Regions from separate parts of the Mus musculus genome. Here regions 2 and 3 are each linked to region 1. The links are chromatin contacts, called in public ChIA-PET and Micro-C maps. All regions are on one chromosome and are shown on one strand. Each heading gives the region's core, a stretch centred on a gene start, on an enhancer-like site or on the middle of the called end of the contact. The rest is flanking DNA. Distances are from core to core; before and after follow the strand shown. Region 1 holds the start of Far1 (fatty acyl CoA reductase 1). Region 2 overlaps Rras2 (related RAS viral (r-ras) oncogene 2). Region 3 holds the start of Rras2 (related RAS viral (r-ras) oncogene 2).

Evidence for each region. A called contact is a pair of places that touch in the nucleus more often than the background predicts. ChIA-PET counts read pairs in DNA pulled down with a chosen protein or histone mark.
Region 2: an RNA polymerase II ChIA-PET map of memory CD8 T cells shows a contact between it and region 1, with 12 read pairs. The contact joins the enhancer-like site here to the promoter of Far1 in region 1. A contact is called at or near these places in 11 of 115 datasets of contacts at active chromatin or transcription factors (the 230-238 cell line, astrocytes, bone marrow-derived macrophages and 6 more) and 2 of 9 other capture datasets (embryonic stem cells and liver).
Region 3: a Micro-C map of embryonic stem cells shows a contact between it and region 1, with 5 times the contacts expected there. The contact joins the promoter of Rras2 here to the promoter of Far1 in region 1. A contact is called at or near these places in 5 of 39 promoter capture datasets (the 3T3-L1 cell line, the C10 cell line, cranial neural crest and 2 more), 1 of 15 datasets of contacts at CTCF or cohesin (the NIH/3T3 cell line), 2 of 484 Hi-C or Micro-C datasets (both in embryonic stem cells), 4 of 115 datasets of contacts at active chromatin or transcription factors (astrocytes, bone marrow-derived macrophages, microglia and 1 more) and 1 of 9 other capture datasets (adipose tissue).

The regions. Positions count from the first base shown.
Region 1 is chr7:113,512,442-113,515,141 of GRCm38.p6, forward strand. Far1 (fatty acyl CoA reductase 1) reads left to right here and starts at 1,393. Exons shown (of 13, transcript NM_027379.4): 1 at 1,393-1,496.
Region 2 is chr7:114,068,015-114,070,714 of GRCm38.p6, forward strand. The region is part of intron 1 of Rras2 (related RAS viral (r-ras) oncogene 2); the gene reads right to left. Among named protein-coding and RNA genes, the nearest start is that of Gm51454, 33 kb to the left of the region's middle. Within about 2 kb of position 1,372, at least 89 of the 459 cell types and tissues checked have an H3K27ac peak or open chromatin away from gene starts, as enhancers often do. A contact at or near this core is called in the 230-238 cell line, memory CD8 T cells and pancreatic cancer cells, where this site is marked.
Region 3 is chr7:114,116,466-114,119,165 of GRCm38.p6, forward strand. It overlaps Rras2 (related RAS viral (r-ras) oncogene 2), which reads right to left and starts at 1,316. Exons shown (of 6, transcript NM_025846.2): 1 at 931-1,316. The coding sequence starts at 1,038.

The sequences.
Region 1 (2,700 bases), core at 143-2,642:
GCCTCGGTTTTTAGTTTTTGAATGACAGCTAAAGCCTGGTGTTGATTATAACCAGGATGCAATAGTTTTTTCCAAAATGATTGCACCGTGCATGAAGCACACAGCCCCACGAATCTTCTTCATACACCCGGGTAATCACCACCACATCAAGAAAAAACAGGTTCCCAGCTCATACATTGTAATGAGCATAGTTTTTTAGAAAAATGTTTTTTAGGCATGTAAAAATAGTGTAGTCAGGATCCCCACTACACTCAAGGCTGCACCTGATAACCATAACTCCGTACACCACTCACTCAAAGATAACAAGAGATAGTCCTAGAACTAACTCCACGATGCCCAGTGAACAGTATATAAGCAGAGACTAAGAGCAATGCTCTGCTCTGCACATCTGGAGAGATGCCACTTTGATCTGCCCTGTGGCTGGAGAATCTTTTCTAGGATCCTGCCCCTGGAATCAGAAATTTCTGTTTGAGACTGGACCTGACCTTCAGCCAAGATACATCGCATAGGTAAGCAGCCTCGGGAGATAGGCTTAGGACCGTAGTTAGGAATTCAGAGTGTTTATATTGTGTGAAGACCCAAAGCATAACTAAATAAAACTTGTTATACTAACTACGCGTATCTACCTTCTAGCTCGCGACACTCAGCAAGTTCCCGTGCACCCTAGCTCTCAGCACACGCCCCACCTTCCAACGCTGAAACTTCTCTCACTGTCCCTACATCTTGCACGGGATTGTCTTGAAGGAGGAAGGACTAGGTGGACAGTCTCTCGGGGAGGATGGACGCGGGCTCCAGTCCTCCCGATGGGCCCTTCAGAAGGTCCATACAGTGCTGGCTCCACATTCCGAAGGAACCAAGCTGGCAGTTATCAGGGAGGATCCTCACACTCAGTTAAGACCGAGGGTAGCCGGCCCCATCTGGGGAGCGCCAGGGTGCACGTTGGCAGTACTCAAGCACGCCGCGATGGCTGCGGGGCGGGCTCTCACGTCTGCCACTTGTCCCGCACCTTTTGCGTGGGCTGGGCTCCCGCGCCAGGGTAGTCGGGCGTGGCCCAGGGCGCGACCCTCCGGGAAGCGGGCGGCCGGGGGCGGCGCTGCTGAGCGGGGATGTGCGGCGCGCGCCCATTGGCTGCGCTTTCCCCGACCACACCGCCCAGCCGCCCACTTCCCGGCCTCTCTCCGCTCCCCCATTGGCCGTCCTGCCTGGGGGGTTTGGGGTGGGCGGCTGAAGAAGAGTGGAGGGTGAGCGGTTCTCCCGGGAAGAGTGTGAGCAAGAGCCAATCAGGAGCAGACGTGGAAAAGAGGCGCCACGCCAACCAGTCAGACCCCGAGGCGCGGTCGGGACCCGTGACGCCATAGCGCTCTCAGCCAATGGGCGCACCGCTGTCGGTCCGCTCTTCAGCAGCCGGTCGGGGGCGGTGAAAAGCGAGTGAGGAGAGCGCGACCACGGCGTAGCCATCGCTGAAGGGAGAGCGAGGCCCGAGCTTCCGCGTCGAGGTGAGCGGCACGGGCTCTGTCGCAGGCTCGGCCGCGGCCCCTCCGCACTTGGCCGCCGTTTTGCGGGAGTCCTAGGCCGGGCTGCGTTGAGGTGGGGCCTGCGAACCGCCCCGCCCCCGCCCCGCCACGGCCGCCTGGAGGCGGGGGCGCCTCCTCTGCTGGGACTGTCCCTGCGCGGCGTGGCCGGGCCGCCGCCCTCCCGACTGCCAGGGCCGCGGCGAGGGAGCTTAGAGGCCCCTGGCCTGCAACCCGGGGAGGCAGGGGTTCCGTCTGCGGGGGGAGGCCGCGCAGAGGCGGCCACGGTGGGGGCCCGAGTTAACGGAGGAGGGTGGCGGCCTGGGATTGAGAGGAAGAAAGTGATGGGAAAGGGGTGATGCTCTGGAGAGGGCGTCCAGTGAGGAGGCCCCTGCTCCAGAGTGGGATCGGCCTCTGGGAAGTAGGTATCAATGGCGTTGCGGAGAAATCAGCTGAGAGATGGAGAACTGGTTTGGGGTTTGAAGGTTAAGGTCTCTGGACCAATGGGGACAGGGCATGTGGAGTGTGAGAAGGTACACACAGAAACCGGAAGGTGTCCGAGGAGTGGATTTTAGATGAGGGGTGGATGGAGGCTGTCTGACTAGAAGGCGTTATTTGGTTTCTTGGAAAGTACACAAGGAACAGTCAAGGTGGATTTCTGTGTGCTTGCTCAAGGGTGGGGATCTTTTGTGAACAGTGGAGTGAGTTGGGAGTACAGAGTTGAGAGAGAGTATCTCAGGATGACAGCTCGGAACACTCAACGTAGCTACCTACTGAGGCTGATCATTAGCTCACCTTTATGCTGTCCCCTGGATGATCCATCTGATTGTTTAGCCACAGCTCACACAAACTTAGCTCTTAGAAGTAATGGGTATTAAGTATTCTTTGATTTTTTTTTTTTTTTTTTTTGGACTGGGAAATTGCTTAATTCTTAAAGAAAAGTGCTAAGGGCAACATTTAAAGAGTCTGGTTGGGGATGGATAATGGATGGGTAATATGACATGAGGATGGTGCAAGGTGTCTTACAAAAACAGAAGTGATACTGTGTGAATGTAGTTGTGCAGTTCTGAATGAGCAATCTTTTTAATGTAGTGGAATTTGTTTTATGCTTGTTGGGCAGTTGCTTTCACTTTTGAGACTAGTTTTGTAGTTAAATAAACAAAAAATATTTTCACTTAAGAAAGACATT
Region 2 (2,700 bases), core at 122-2,621, 560 kb after region 1:
CTGCCTTGCTTATTACTCAGTAGATTTTCTCATTTATCCTCACAAGGACCCTCCAACAGATTCCCCCCTTTTACAAACATTTTTACATCAGAGAACTGCACTACTTCTTCAAGGCCACTCAATAAACAAGCAGGAAGACTACGGTTTAAATTCAGACCCAATGCTAATAAGGTCATCAGAGCCTAAGAATTATTATTTAATAAAAATTCACTGAATACCAAATTTTCTATTGGCCTATAAAATAAGGAAGAATATTTCCAAAAATATGAGAAAAGGCAAGATTTATAAACCCACACCCCTGTCATCTTCTTGAGGTCCTGCCCAGTTCTCTTGGGAGGGGATTCTGAAACAGTCTAGATGCAAAGTCCTTAAGAGCCTACCCTGAACACTGAAATTCAGCATGGCCCTACAGACACTTTTACCCACAGAACAAGTTTTACATTTCCCTATGACAAAATAGAGCAGAACCTGAGATTTGGTAGCTGCTTGGTTTCTTGATTAGAGGATTTATAAAGGCTGGCTGCAGGCAGCAAGGCGAGACGATGCATGATTATGCAGTCAGGGGATTGAAAGTCAAGTCCAGAAGCCACGCTGGACAGATGCCTGAGCCCTTAGGCGAACTGAATAACTCTGCAAGGGCGGAAGAGGTGGCTGAGCAGGTAAGAGCACTTGCTACTCTTGCAGAGGACCAGCGTTCAGTTTGCAGCACCCACGTGGTGGTGGCTCACAACCATCTGTAACTCTTGTTCCAAGGGATCAAAAGTCTGTCCTCCTGAAGCACCAGGGACAAATGCAGCGCCCATACACACGGATAGCAAAGCGTTCAGGCCCGGAAAATACATAAATAAATCTTGCTTTTAAAAAGGATAAGGTAGGCATAACCCAAAGTCTACTTTAAATGTGGCAAGAAGGAAGATAACCTCCTAGATAAGAGGTGCAAGGACCCATTCCCTCTTCCAAGGAACAGAAGTCCACACCGTTGCCCCTGGGAATCAGGCTGCCAGTCTCGAGTGACCACCATGTCCTCTATTCTCCCCACCCAGTGTGGGACACGCTGGCTGAGTTTCCCCACCTCTGTCCCGTGTGTGTGTGTGTGTGTGTGTGTGTGTGTGTGTGTGTGTGTGTAGGCAGCGGAGAGAAGCAGAAAGAGACTGAGGGTAAATTAGCTCTGTTTGTCCTCCATGTAGGAAACCACACAGCTCGTGTGCGTCTGAACCTCAGCTTCCTTGCCTATGAGACAGAAAAAAAACAAACAAAAAACCTCACTGCCTTGGGGGGAGGGGGGGGCACGTGTACAGAGCACAACACATGACACACAGTAGGCCTATTAAATTACAGTGCATATACCCCACACTCTCACGGGAAAATGATCACATGTTCCCATGCCAGCCTCTTCCCCTGGGGCTGACGGGGCAGCTCTGTGGTAAAGCGCTTGCCTAGAGTGCACAAGGTGCAAGGTTCCAGCCATGCCCACAAAGAAGGCTCTTAACCTTCAAAAAAAAAAAATCTTACTTTCTCACCTAGGATCCTGTAAACAACCTAATGAAACTCACTGAGTCATAAAAATAAAATCTACAGGCAAATAAAGAGGGACTAGGTAGGAAGAGAAATAGAGTCAGTAGAAGGAGAGTAATGGGGCATATCTGATTATATGTGTGTGTGTGTGTGTGTGTGTGTGTGTATGTATGTATGTATGTATGTGTATATATATATGTGTATATATATAATTAGCATGTAATTAACACCTACCTGTTTACCCGTTTTCAGAGCCATGAGGTAGACTGAGTAAAACTCAGTGTCTCTCTTGTTACCTCACTTCCCCTTTTCACAAATGTGCACGTGGGACATGTATAAATAAATAACCCCGCTGGGCTTTACATGTAAACTTCTCCCTAGGCCCTTCTACAAGTTGCTCCTTGCTCCTGAACAGAATCCAAGAGAGCACACATTGTCTTCACTCTGTAACTAGTATCTTCTTCAAGTGGTTTTCAGGAACTTTCTAATTTCAACATTCAATGCACCTCTTCCGGTGTCTCGATCATATTTGCCGGCACTCACCTGGCAACCCCCCACCCAGCCCCGCCTCAGTAAAACACGGGTGGCCAAGGCAGCACTGTCCTTTATTATGCATCTCTCCTGCTCCACACCAACATTATCTCTGGCTCCTGGGTAGGAACTGAAGGAGAGCATAGAGTCAAAGACCACACCAATCAACTTTGATGTTCTTTCTCATGAATGCCTGTGGGTTTCCTGGGAGAGTCCCTAGAATGGGGTGTGTGACATAAAATTCTCAGGCTCTAGAGAAACCTACTTACAACTCTCAACCCTGAATCAAAGAGGCTTTCATGGGTCCCTCCTGGTGCAAGTCGTCATCTGTCAGTTAGCCATCAGTGCGTGGCGTCCCTGTATAGGTGGCTTTGTGTGGGCTCCACCCAGCAGTCAGGACATCCAGGCAGCTCACCTTGCAGCTTCTTCCGTTCCCTCCACTCCACCCTCTTGCACTATGGATCTGCAGATTCCCAGCCTGATCAGCGTGTGCACCCACAAGGCCAAGCTCTCAGAGGACTGCTAGAGGTCCCACCATTTGGCCTACATAAAGAGAACTTCAAAGGCAACCCAAGGGTCAGAGCCAAGATGACTCAGTGGTAAAACTCCATAGCTTCCAGCGGGTCTGATTTTGATCCTCAGTCACTCTGGTGA
Region 3 (2,700 bases), core at 66-2,565, 600 kb after region 1:
CTTAGCAGGGTACCTGCGCTCTCTTCCCAACATATGCCACGCCTTTCAGGGTGACAAAAGCAAGGAGATCTGCATTTGCTTTTAAAAATCAAAAAGAAGAGAAAGGAAAATCACTCGGGCGTCTTAACCTAGAATAAAATCTAAAGACAAATTTCACCTTCCTTTTCTTTGCCACAACCCGACTTTCCTCCTCCAGCAAACAGAAAATAGGGGGGGGGGGGGAGAAGGGTGCAACACACAACTCATACTCGTCCCCTCCTAGCGGGGCTCACCCCAAACTTCACCTAAGCGCGAAGCAGGCAGGCACCGGGAATTCCAAGGAAATGGTCTCGCCCCTATCAAAGCACATTTTTAACTTCCTCGAAGCCATTATTTCCCTAGGGCACGATCAAACACTCCCACCCGGACGTACCACCAAACAGACTACTTGTAAGAGAAGCTCAAACACACACAAAGAGAAAACACTATTGGGAGCCGGCGGCGCGAAGCCGCCGCCAAGTAGCCCGGGCCAGCGCTGCCACCGAGGCAGGCGCGGGGTCCCCACTCCGGCCCTCAGGGCAGGAAGCCCGGCACCGCGGCGCGGCTGCAACCCGCGGGCTCCCGCCCTGACCGCAGTGATAAGGTGGAACTGCGCTTCCCACCCGGCCAGCTCCGCCCTCCGGGCCACATTCCTGAGAAGCCCGACTCCCCGGACGCCGCGCCGGGCGCCTGGCGGGCAGTAGCGCGGCGCCGTGGCCGCAGGGCAGGAGCGCAGCGCCGACTCCTCACTGTTCCTGCCCTCGCAGCCGCGCGCCCTGGCCCCGCGCAAACCGCACCCGCGCGCACCGCACGCGCCGGAGCCCCGCACCCGCGCGCCCCGGGCGGGGTCGCCGCGGCCACAGGTAGCGCCACCCCGCCGCCGCCGCCACCCCGCAGGCCGTCTCCAGGCACCTGGATGAACTGGATGGTGAGCGCCGACTTGCCCACGCCGCCACCGCCGACCACCACGAGCCGGTACTTCTCCTGGCCGGAGCCGTCGCGCCAGCCGGCCGCGGCCATCGGGACGCCCCGAGCCCAGCCCGGCCGCCGCGCGCCCTAGGCCCGGCTCCGGGGACGAGTGCGGCCGGCTGGGTTACAGGCGGTAGAGCGCGCGGGGTCCGTGAGTGGCCTGGAGGGCCGCGGAGCGCTATCCCTCGGACCGGCTGGGAGTTGCCCGAGACGCTGGAGAGCCGGGAAGGCTCCAGGGCAGAGGACGCAGCGGCCAGGGAGCGCGCTCTTCTTCGCGGATCTGCAGCGCAGCCGAACGCAGCCTTCGGCACCGCTACAAATGGCCGTCTGGGGGCCGGGCCGCTGGGCTGGGGTACTACATATGCATGAGGGGGCGGGGCTAGGCCGCGCCCGCCCAGGCGGAGACTCTGGAGCGCCCTAGGCAGCAGACCCTGCAGACCTGCCCTCAGAGCACCGGGAGGAGAAGGAAGAAACCGGGAAGATGGACGGCGGTGACAGTGATTGCATAAATCAGGGATCGTGTTCATGAAAGAAACAGCCTGTGATGGCGTGGATGAAAAATAGAACTGTTGTCATATTCACTCAACTCCATACCCTGTTTTCGGAATGCAGATGGTGACTGTATTTGTTTAAAAAAAAAAAAAGTATAAGGCAGCGATTGAAGAAAATGAGACCTGTAGCGGTACCTGAACATATGATAGTCTAGTGACAGTGAGAGAGTGGGTAGTGATTGAGCTTGCACGGGGCCACAGTGCATGTGGACAGATCTGGGGCGTAACATCTTTGTTCCTATGTCTATGTGTGAAAAAATGTGTGATAATTGTGTATGAGGGTCGTGAGAAATTTGCAGGTTGGTGACATGTTTTTTAGGAGGAGCGTGTTCCTTGCTAGCACAGCTTCTACGAACATGATCAGGCCCTTGCCCTTAGAGTCCAGAGGAGGAGGCAGCCGGGACAATAGGCACCTTGTGAGACATAATTGTAAGAACAACAGCTGCTCAGCACTGAGGTCCAAGGTGCACTTACCCCAGAGCTGGCTAGTCAGAGAAGGTTTTCCCAAAGACCCGAGGAATAATCTTGTAAACAGATGAGTGAATGGGAGAAAAGTATTCCAGGGAAAGAAAACCAAGCTGAGCCGTGTGTGGTAACCCACGCCTTTAGTTCCAGTATTCTGGAAGCTCAAAGAGTTCAAGGCCAGCCTGACCTACATAGTGAGTTCCAGGCCAGGGCTGGAAGAGTGAGACCTAGTCTGAAAAGATAGGAAGAATGAAAGAGAGAAAAGAAAACCATGATATGCAGAAGCCAGAGATGGCAAAAGGACACATTCTGTTGTGTGGTTTTGAACGTTCTCGGGGGAGTTTACAAGCTTGCAGATATAAATAGAAACTCACTGTGTGTGACTTGGATGTGGTAGGGATATCTCTATAGAGGCCACGTAAGATGGAGGCTGTGGTCTTCTCAGAGGGTACACTGGTTCAAATCCTGCCTGCTTTGCTAATGGCATAGCGATGGGAACTTAAGCTCTGTGCCTCAGCTTCCAAATAAGCTCTCAAATAAGGGCCCGAGCCAGTGGATGGCGCACCCGCAAGCCTACCGACCTGATCTTTGGGACCCACAGGCAGGGAGAAAAGCAACCCCCAACACTTGTTCTCTGCCCTCCACAGTTCCTTCACTGCCGAGCAGACATCCCACCCAAACACATATATACACAAAG